Regions from separate parts of the Drosophila melanogaster genome. Here region 2 is linked to region 1. The links are chromatin contacts, called in public Hi-C maps. All regions are on one chromosome and are shown on one strand. The core of a region is the stretch at or near the end of the contact, and the rest is flanking DNA. Distances in the headings are between cores, read along the strand shown. Region 1 holds the start of Trs23 (TRAPP subunit 23). Region 2 holds the start of raw (raw,).

Region 1 (4,597 bases), core at 670-3,169:
GATTGCCAGGAGCAGTACAACTCCACTAAACCGCGCCATTATATTATTTCGATCCGCTGCTGTGGGTAGATGGAAGCGAACTGTAAGCTATCCGAGATCTTTGCCCGCCAAGAAGACTTTCTCGCCATCTTCGAGTGACACTTGACCGGGCACGGGTTCTATTTCGAATAAAATGGGGTCAAGTTAGCACTCTCCGCTCCAATCTTCCTCTTAACTTCATGGTTACTTTTCGCGATTCCAATCGCTGAATATTCATCGACACCTAATCTAAATTCAAACTTTGGCAATGTATTGCCGAAAGGCAAGCCCGCGATCTAAATGGGATTATGCTCGTTGACATGAAAGTAAAATAGAGCCAGGCGCAACCTGTTCTACGATTGACCCCTAGGGCATTTTCTCCCACTGAGCAAGATTCACTGAGTATCTCCACACGATGAGATATTGCATTATGCTAATCTCCTTTGGGCCAGACATCTGTATCCTAAAATGGTTCATATAACAACTTTCTTTTAACATCTGTTTATATTTGCTGACAAATTGCGTACAGCTAGGCTATATCTAATACAACGTTTTCGATTGTATGAGTGAATTACTCCTCATACAGCTTCAACAGACTTAAGTAGACTTTATGGATTGGTTACAACTGGTACAGAGATCTATAGATACAATTTATCTCAAATGACACAATGTTCGGCAGCTATTTTTAGTCCATATGTGACAGTCTACAAAAGATTTGTACATAAGCATGCATGTTGCGTTCGAATTCGAGTTGACAGACTCCTTGGTTTATGCAAATTACATTTGTTAATTTTTTATTAATATATTACTGTGGTAAACGTAAAATTAGATTAGATTAAAATGCATTGGACTACAACTAGTTCATAAACGCGCAAACAATTGCATTGAAATGCTGAAGTACTCAAAAGCGAAGTATGCATGTTTTGTAGAGAACATCTTGAAGAACAACCAAAAAAACTTGTGGGTGGACGCGAGAACACCTGGTCGATCAGCAGAACGGCAGGTGACTCACATTTGCCTAAATGTAGTACAGGCGCACAACCGATTTGGTGATGAGTGTCTCGTTGTCGTAGAAACTGGTTTGGATAGTCACATTGCCGTTCAAGACCTTGGCAGGCATCATCTGGGATTCGGGTGCCGCCTCGATTGTCGACTGCCAGGTGTTGGTGGTGTTGGCACCCACGAATCCCATCTCAAAGAACCACTCCTCCATGATGCGGCCCTTGAAGAGCACCTTCTGGTCCAGGCGAAAGTTCTCCATCGACTCGATGGTGCTGAAGTTGATCTCCCGGGAAACGGCACGCATGTCGAGTATTTTCACCGGCACTCGGGCCTCATGCTCCTGGTCCGGTGCCGAGAAGTCCTTGTTCTCCTGCCAGATTATTTTTCCGCTGTCGGCATCCCGCAGAATCATATAGTTGATCTGGAATCCCTTCTGGATCCTGTCCCCGGCACTCTGGTCGTCGGAGCCCATCGGTGGCCGTGGAGGTTGCAAGTCGGTCAATCGGGTGCACTGCCAGGTGGGAGCGCCTACGCGTTTACGTATACTTTCGGGCAGAAAATCAATTATGTTTATTTTTAATTCTAATGCCGAGACAGCTGTTCGGCCGTGAACTAGTTAAATGAACGCGATAGGCAAGATGGAATCAGTTTAAAGAGCTACTCCGCCCTGGTAGAACTAGATTTTTGGTTGAACTTGTAAATATTTTTTAAGTATTCTTAGTATTCTGGCTAAAGAGTTTACTTCCCATTTTATTCCTAAATTTTAAATAATGCTTCTTATAATAATTTAATGGTTTATTTATCCTAATAATTATAATTTCTTCGATGGACCCAACTGTTAAGGCGCAATGTTAATGTACTGTTAATGGCAACTAAGCCGGAACTGGAACTGGTTCCGCGGCAAACAGCTGGCTGGCACTACCATCGCTAATTCGCATAAAATATAAAAACATTCCTAGGAAACTTAGAATTAGTAATAGTAAGAAATGATTATATATGGCGTCTATATAGTTAGTAAATCGGGTGGCCTTATATTCAACCTGGACAACAATGTGCCACGCATTGAGCACGAGAAGACCTTTACATACCCTCTGGACTTGGTGCTGGACTACGATTCCAAGAAGGTATCGGTCTCGTTCAACAGAAAGGATGGAATAAATGGTGGGTGTGTCTGTGAATTTTAGAAACATAACCACCTTAATATATGCTTACGAACAGTGGGCCATGTCCTGGTGGCGGTCAACGGTATGCCCGTCAATGGAGTCACCCTGGATGATGGACGCGATGTGAGGACGACACTGGATGCACCGGAGAACTATCCCATTAACCTGAAGTTCAGCCGGCCAAAGATGACCACCAACGAGAAAATCTTTCTGGCCAGCATGTTCTACCCGCTGTTCGCCATCGCCAGCCAACTGAGTCCGGAGCCCAAGAGTTCCGGCATCGAGATCCTAGAGGCGGACACTTTCACGCTGCACTGCTTCCAAACGCTGACCGGAATCAAGTTCATTATAATCTCGGAAACGGGTCTCAATGGCATTGATCTGCTGCTGCGAAAGGTTTACGAGCTGTACTCAGACTACGTGCTCAAGAACCCCTTCTACTCCCTGGAGATGCCCATTCGATGCGAGCTCTTCGACAACAAGCTCCAAGAGCTCCTCGCCCAGGTCGAGAAGACGGGCATTAGCAATATCGATAAATAAACGTTAGTTAGTCTTTGTAATACGTTATTGAATTTTTTCTATGCAGGATCAGGGTTACGTTCTAAGTGGGAGCATAGGAACATATATCGCTTTATCAGTTTGGATATTTAAAGTTGTTGCTGAAAGAGATGGCATAAATTATAAATTATAGTAATATTTATTACTAGTAAAAATGCCGCAGTAAACGATTTACATTCATATTCTCCAGTGTTTATTTTGATTTTGTTTATTCATTCAGCCATCTTAGAAATAGTTTGTATATTATACATATTCATATAAAAATAGTTCTTTGTTTAAAATTAAATATATATTACACTTTCAGCATAATCTAGACAACACCCTAACCTAAAACAATATATTGCATGGCCTTATATGAATGTTTTGTGATCCACGCACAAGTATAAGATAACCAAATAACCAACAAACTCAGTACATGCTAAATGGTGTATATATATAGTATAATTGTATATAATAAACTTCTTGAGCAAAATATGACTCCAAAAATATATTGCAACTGCGTTAAACATTAAAAATTAAGCAACAATTTCCAAAATACCTACTTAGGACTAATAAAAAGTATCAAAATGGTTCAAGGCATAACAATTAAGTAAGTTCTTCATTTCAATTTCATCTCTATATAGCACTTGGTGGGGAGTACAGCAAGAGAGGGCCTGTATGTGTATGGGTTGTGTGCTTAAGGGGTGTCCTATTGCAAACTGCATATTGCACCGTTCGTTATTCTTCTAGTAACCAGTCTCTGGCTCCTGTTTAAGTGTCATGCGACAGGGTTCTGAAATAGTATATAAAATATATTATTGAAATGTCTTCTTGCTTCGAATCAATCTACTACGCACCCGTTCCATAACCAGCGGGTGCGGTTAGCATCTCGGGAGCCCGGATCTTCAGTGGAGTTCGTCGCAGCAGCTCCTCGGCACTGCTACCCTCGCTCCGGTTGTACTCGTTGAGCGTAATATCGGCAGGATTGCGCAGACCCAATCCGCCGCCCCCGCTGGACACTTCGACCGGCGAGGCGACTGCTCTTTGGTAGGGATGCATCCTCTGGGGACTGTGCTGTGTTGGCAGCGGTCCGGACCGACTGCCATTGTAGTGCTTGACGGGCATGTCCAAGTAGGAGCTCTCCTGTTGTTGCTGATGCGTCGCATGTTGCTGATGTTGATGTTGTGACTTGGGGCTGTTGAGCGGAGGAGAGATCGAGGCTGGAGCAACGGATGCGGGTGCAGAGGAGGAGGACGAGACGGCTGCAGCGGCTGCCGCTGCAGTGCTGGCCGCGTAGGCCCGGAAGGAATCATCCGCACTGTTCGCCTCGATAAGAGCCTGAATGTGCTGCACCTCCAGGTCCAGACTATGCGAGCCAGGACCACCGGACGTGGCCAGCGAGTCCAGAGAGGAGTTAACTTGATTACCGCCCTCCATGTTGCCTGTGTGGGTGGGACTCTGGTAGTCATTTGACTGATTGGGCGGCGATAGCGGCAGAGGATTGTCGGCCAACTCTCCTATTAACACACACACAAAAATTAAATTAATAAATTGTTCCAAACGTATATTTGCAACATTTAAATACTGACCTCCCAACAACATTTCCTGCAGTAATGAATCAATGTGGGCCACTCCAAAGATCTTGGCAAACTGGATCTGCTCGATCATCTGCCAGGTAATAGACTGCAGAACCGGCAGGATGAGCAGAATCTCGCCAAAGCGACCGCGCGACTCGTATTGCCGATCTGATATGTAGTCCTCGAGATTATTGAGTATCTGATGCCGTAGCGATTTGATGCGATGCGGTTCATTAAGACCCTTGGCATCTAAAGTTATTTGAAGAACCAATTATTAAACGGTCACTTTTGTAAATAAGT
Region 2 (4,478 bases), core at 1,501-4,000, 54 kb after region 1:
TGGACTTTGTTAATTTGTGGATAAGGTTAAAGGAATGCAACAAGTGTAAATTATGTCCAATCCAATTGATATTTTAAATACATTGAAAGTAAGTATTGCGAATTTTATATATTTTTACTAAGTATTCAAAACATCCATATACTGTGAAATATTTTCGAAACGAATCATGTAGCTTAAATGGAAATAATTGACTTAAACAATGTGTTCGATTAGTCAGTCAATTGCTGTCCCACTTTTCAGACAGATTTTCCCATCCTCTAACCAAAGAAAATCTAGAACTCACCTCACCCACGAATTTTTGTTGTTTGATTGGCAACCGATTGTCGGTTGATTGACAAACTGTTTGAATGTGTGCGAGGAGGGGCAGTGACTTTACGATGACATGGCTAACGACTATTGTATACCCTTGAAACGTAACCTTCTTGCTTCTTAAGCTAATACTATTTAATAATAGCAATTGATTTAGAGAGCATTTTACCTTCGGCTTCAGTTTGAGGAAATTTTATTTATGTTTCTGCCAGCTGATAAGCGGCTGTCGATTGTTTTTTAGGCGCTAACATACGGACAACAATTCAATCAAGTATCCATCACAAACACACGCATTGACAGCCGTGCCCAGATAAGCAAATGGTTGGATAACAAAGGCCTACACAGATAATACCAATCGCAAACACAGGGAAGCATTCGGGTTTGTTTGTATGCGTGAATATTTGCTATAAAGTCGAAAGAAAAAAAGTTTATCGCACGCAAACAAAAACGACCTTCGGTAATGATGCCTTTGTATTTACCTAGCCATATTAATGTCGCGTCGGTTTCTTATTGCCAATTTGCCATTTTAAGGTACAAGTATATTTTCGAAAGCATACACGTTAAGATTCCGTTCTTCTCTTCCTGGGTTTTTATGTGCAACTGCTGCTGCATGATTGTAAATATTTTGGGATTTCATTTTATTTTTCCCTGGCACGCTTATTCATTTCCCGCCTGTTTACATTTTAATTGCTCGGTCAGCACTGGCGTTAAAATTTTTAAATCAAGAAGATCACAAAAGCGTTTTCCCTCGCATTCTCAACATTTGTATCTCTCTTTTTTTCGGTCAGCAAAGTACACCGCATATAGAGTGCCCTACAAAATCTGAGTACTAGTTAAATATTTATTCCAGTGAAATAGACTGATAAAAGGCCAAACAATTAATCTTAATACGCAGAAGTACCGTTCAAGATTGTGGAAAATTTCGAAAATTTTATACGGTGCTCTTAAAACATTCTGAAACAAACTGAAACAAGCGACCTAAAACTTATTTTTAAGTGTATTTATGTTTATAAGCCAAAATAAAATCCTACAAGTTTAAAACATTTTTATTGCTTAGATAATTTATTTACCAAAAAGTTATCACGAATGCAAATATACCTGTGCTGCAGTTACTGCTTCTCCGTAATTGCTTTCTGTTTTGTATAACAACAATAATATTTATTTCATAATATTTACTTTATTTTCCAAACAGTGCATTGTTATTTGGCCGGTAATGTTTACTAATTTGCGTGCTGTTGTCATTGCAAAAAATGTACCAACATGTTACATCTTTGTGCACTTTTGTTTCCGGCTTTGTGACAATTGAGTGCATAAACTTAATTACTGTCAAGATGTCACAACAGCAAGGCAATTGGATGATCGAGTGATATACTATTTGTTTTCAGAGATATAAGGAAACACTATGAAGACTCATTTCATGCTTTATGTGTTCGGGAAATAAAGTTCTTGAACATTTCATGTATACAACACTATTAATTATAGTATTCTCAATTATTCTCTTTTGATTTGTACGTTGTTTACTGCTGGCAGTTTTTTTTTTAAATTTCTTTAAAAATTACGTTTTTTTTTTACCATTCACAACTTTGGCCTCCAACTTAGTGTTTACTCCTTTTCTTGAAAAATGAGGCTAAGAAAGCCTGGGAAAATTACCTACACATCAACAAAGTGTAAACAATGATTTTTGTGAAAATAGACCAAGTTTTTTAACTCGCACACAAAAGCACGGAAATTGGCGAAAGAAACGAATTCAACTAACGGACGAAAAAGCTTAGGTCATTGACCAAAAAAAGAAATAACATTGCAAAGAGCGCTAGACTGCTCAGCTCTCTCTTACTATTTCTCTTTATAGTTCGAACACGTTTTCCAAGTAAAAATCCAACGACGCCACTTTTACCTGCGTTTGTGTGTGTGTGTGCATAGGTGAGTGAGCTCCCCACTCACCTATGCACACACACACGCGAGCGGTACAAAACCATTCTGTTATTTTCCTTGTTTACAAAAGCAACAAAACCAAATTGTTGTTATTGCTTTTGTATTGCTACCAAAGAGGCGCGCTTACGTCATTCATAATATTAAAGCGCAAAGAGAGAGTCTAGAACTACAACAACAGCAATAAGAGCACGAAAGCAATCTGGCACATGCTGTTTTTGTTGGGACTGAAATTACCTGAGGAATAATTTAACCATTTTGTGCATTTTGCGCTCTCTTCTCGACTATTTTGTTTAATCAATTCTTTACGGCAGCTCCATTGTTTTCAGACCGCACTCTCATTTGCGTGGAGCCGATTCACTTGGCACGTTTTAGAAAAAAACAAAACATCCTTTGGTTTATTACTCAGCAAGCATTTGGTTCACTGTTGTCACATTTTAAACAATTAGTTTATTGTATTTGCATTAGGAAACTGTTGGGTTCTCTTTAGATTTCTAAATTCGTCTCTGGTGTGACCAGCTGGTGGAACGGCGAAAATACTATCGAGTATTTGGTAACACTAATGCTTGTACAGAATGTTAACATTTGTGAGTGAATTTTGTAAGTTGGTTAACACCACGTAAAAACTGTGAAACTTATTTAATTAATATATATTATATATTAAAGCATGCTGTCTTTGCAGCAGTGCTGATATCTTTTATAAAAAAACAACTTAAGATGAAAAAGAGGTAAAATATATTGTAAGAGTTCACATTTTCGGTACCTGATTGTTTCCATATACACTTGGGTAAATAAGTACAAAATTCATTTGTCGAGAAAAAGTTACATTGGCACCATTGTATAACAGTTCAAAGTTAATGATGTTTGATGCTGCCAATGTAAATTCTTCAGATAACGAGCCTTGCCATCTTAATAGATTAGGAATACAAGCGTTGCCACCAAAATTTTAACGAACGTATACTCAGTTGTATTCGATGGTTGTTGTCTTGGGTGCATGTAAAAATTAGCAGAAGAGCACTTTTTTGTGTTAAAATTAACATTTCAATAACATTGTAAAATTCTGTTAGGTAACAGTATCACAAATTTAAATCTATGTTATATTTGCTCTGATCTAACTTTTGCAAATTATTCAAGATTATTTTAAAATCCTGACATCGTGGGTATATCTGCATTATTATTAATGAAATGTTGTATTAACAAAATACGGAATGTGGAAATTAGAAAATTTTTTCTTTAAGATAATAGAAAAATTAGTAAAATCTTAATGTTCCCTTTTTAAATGAAAAATGTCTTTTCGAATAGTTCTTATTTACTAAATGTATATAATTTTGATTTGGAAGTGCCACTTCCAAGTGATATCAAGAATTAAGTGCTTGTGGCTAGTCATATCTGAGAAAGTGCATGAAGACTTGTAATACTTTGCCGCCTCTGCTGATTTAAGTATATTTTTAAAAGACAATTAAATGATTTGCCTGCAAGTGTTGCAGTAATGAATGGACCCAGAAGTGTTTGCTTCTTAATTGGCAATTTCCTAATGGCGAAATGCGTTTTGCACCTACTTTAAATGCCACCTTGGCGTATTGTTTTGGCTTAATTTAAATTACCTGTTTGAGTAATGAACAGTCTCAGCCACGGGCTGCAACAATAATAACGCGACTCTCAACTCATTATGCATTGTTTATTGCCACTCAAAGTAGCATTTTCACCCTCTTTCCAGCATTTTCCGAGCACTGCAGCATTACTCTTAATGCATGTGCAACAATAGGAAACTCCACTTCCACTTTTCTTCGCCCACCAACTCTTCTTGTGCACTGATATTTGGCTTTTCGCAGAAACAGTCGGAAAAACAGCAGCCTTTTCCTTAACATTTTCTTGTAAATAAATATCTATTAATAAGAAACTTACATAAATCATTTAAAAGGTGTGTATATATAAAACTATAAATTAAGAATTCGCTATTTATAAATAATTATGAATTGAATAAGTAAATCCCTTAAAATCATTTTGCTAGCAAAAATAGCAATTCAGTTATTGAATGGCCCCATTTTCATCTAAACTGGGATTTTCCCGATAGCTTTTCCTCGCAGCAGTAGGATCAGTGCAGTCACCGGATTTATATTGGCACATCCAGGTGTTCCTGGATGGCAAGTCAAGTCTGGCACTTCATTATGCACATTAAGATACAAGTTCTTTTCGCACTGACGAGGTGGTATCTTAACTTAATTTAACCAACTAGGGGC

What was found. A called contact is a pair of places that touch in the nucleus more often than the background predicts.
Region 2: a contact with region 1 is called in a Hi-C map of the Kc167 cell line, with 9 times the contacts expected there. The contact joins the promoter of raw here to the promoter of Trs23 in region 1. A contact is called at or near these places in 1 of 1 datasets of contacts at CTCF or cohesin (the Kc167 cell line), 47 of 107 Hi-C or Micro-C datasets (the Clone 8 cell line, the D17-c3 cell line, the Kc167 cell line and 13 more) and 3 of 6 datasets of contacts at active chromatin or transcription factors (all in the Kc167 cell line).

What each region holds. Positions count from the first base shown.
Region 1 is chr2L:8,684,312-8,688,908 of dm6, forward strand. Trs23 (TRAPP subunit 23) reads left to right here and starts at 1,920. Exons shown (of 2, transcript NM_135403.2): 1 at 1,920-2,181; 2 at 2,239-2,741. The coding sequence starts at 2,007. The coding sequence ends at 2,723. It overlaps PrBP (Prenyl-binding protein), which reads right to left and starts at 1,644. Exons shown (of 1, transcript NM_135402.3): 1 at 512-1,644. The coding sequence starts at 1,492. The coding sequence ends at 1,037. It overlaps Hnf4 (Hepatocyte nuclear factor 4), which reads right to left. Exons shown (of 8, transcript NM_164834.2): 6 at 4,310-4,546; 7 at 3,578-4,237; 8 at 2,915-3,513. The coding sequence ends at 3,467. It overlaps CG9289, which reads right to left and starts at 65. Exons shown (of 5, transcript NM_135401.2): 1 at 1-65. The coding sequence starts at 39.
Region 2 is chr2L:8,737,910-8,742,387 of dm6, forward strand. It overlaps raw (raw,), which reads right to left and starts at 2,751. Exons shown (of 9, transcript NM_080050.3): 1 at 2,476-2,751. The coding sequence starts at 2,504.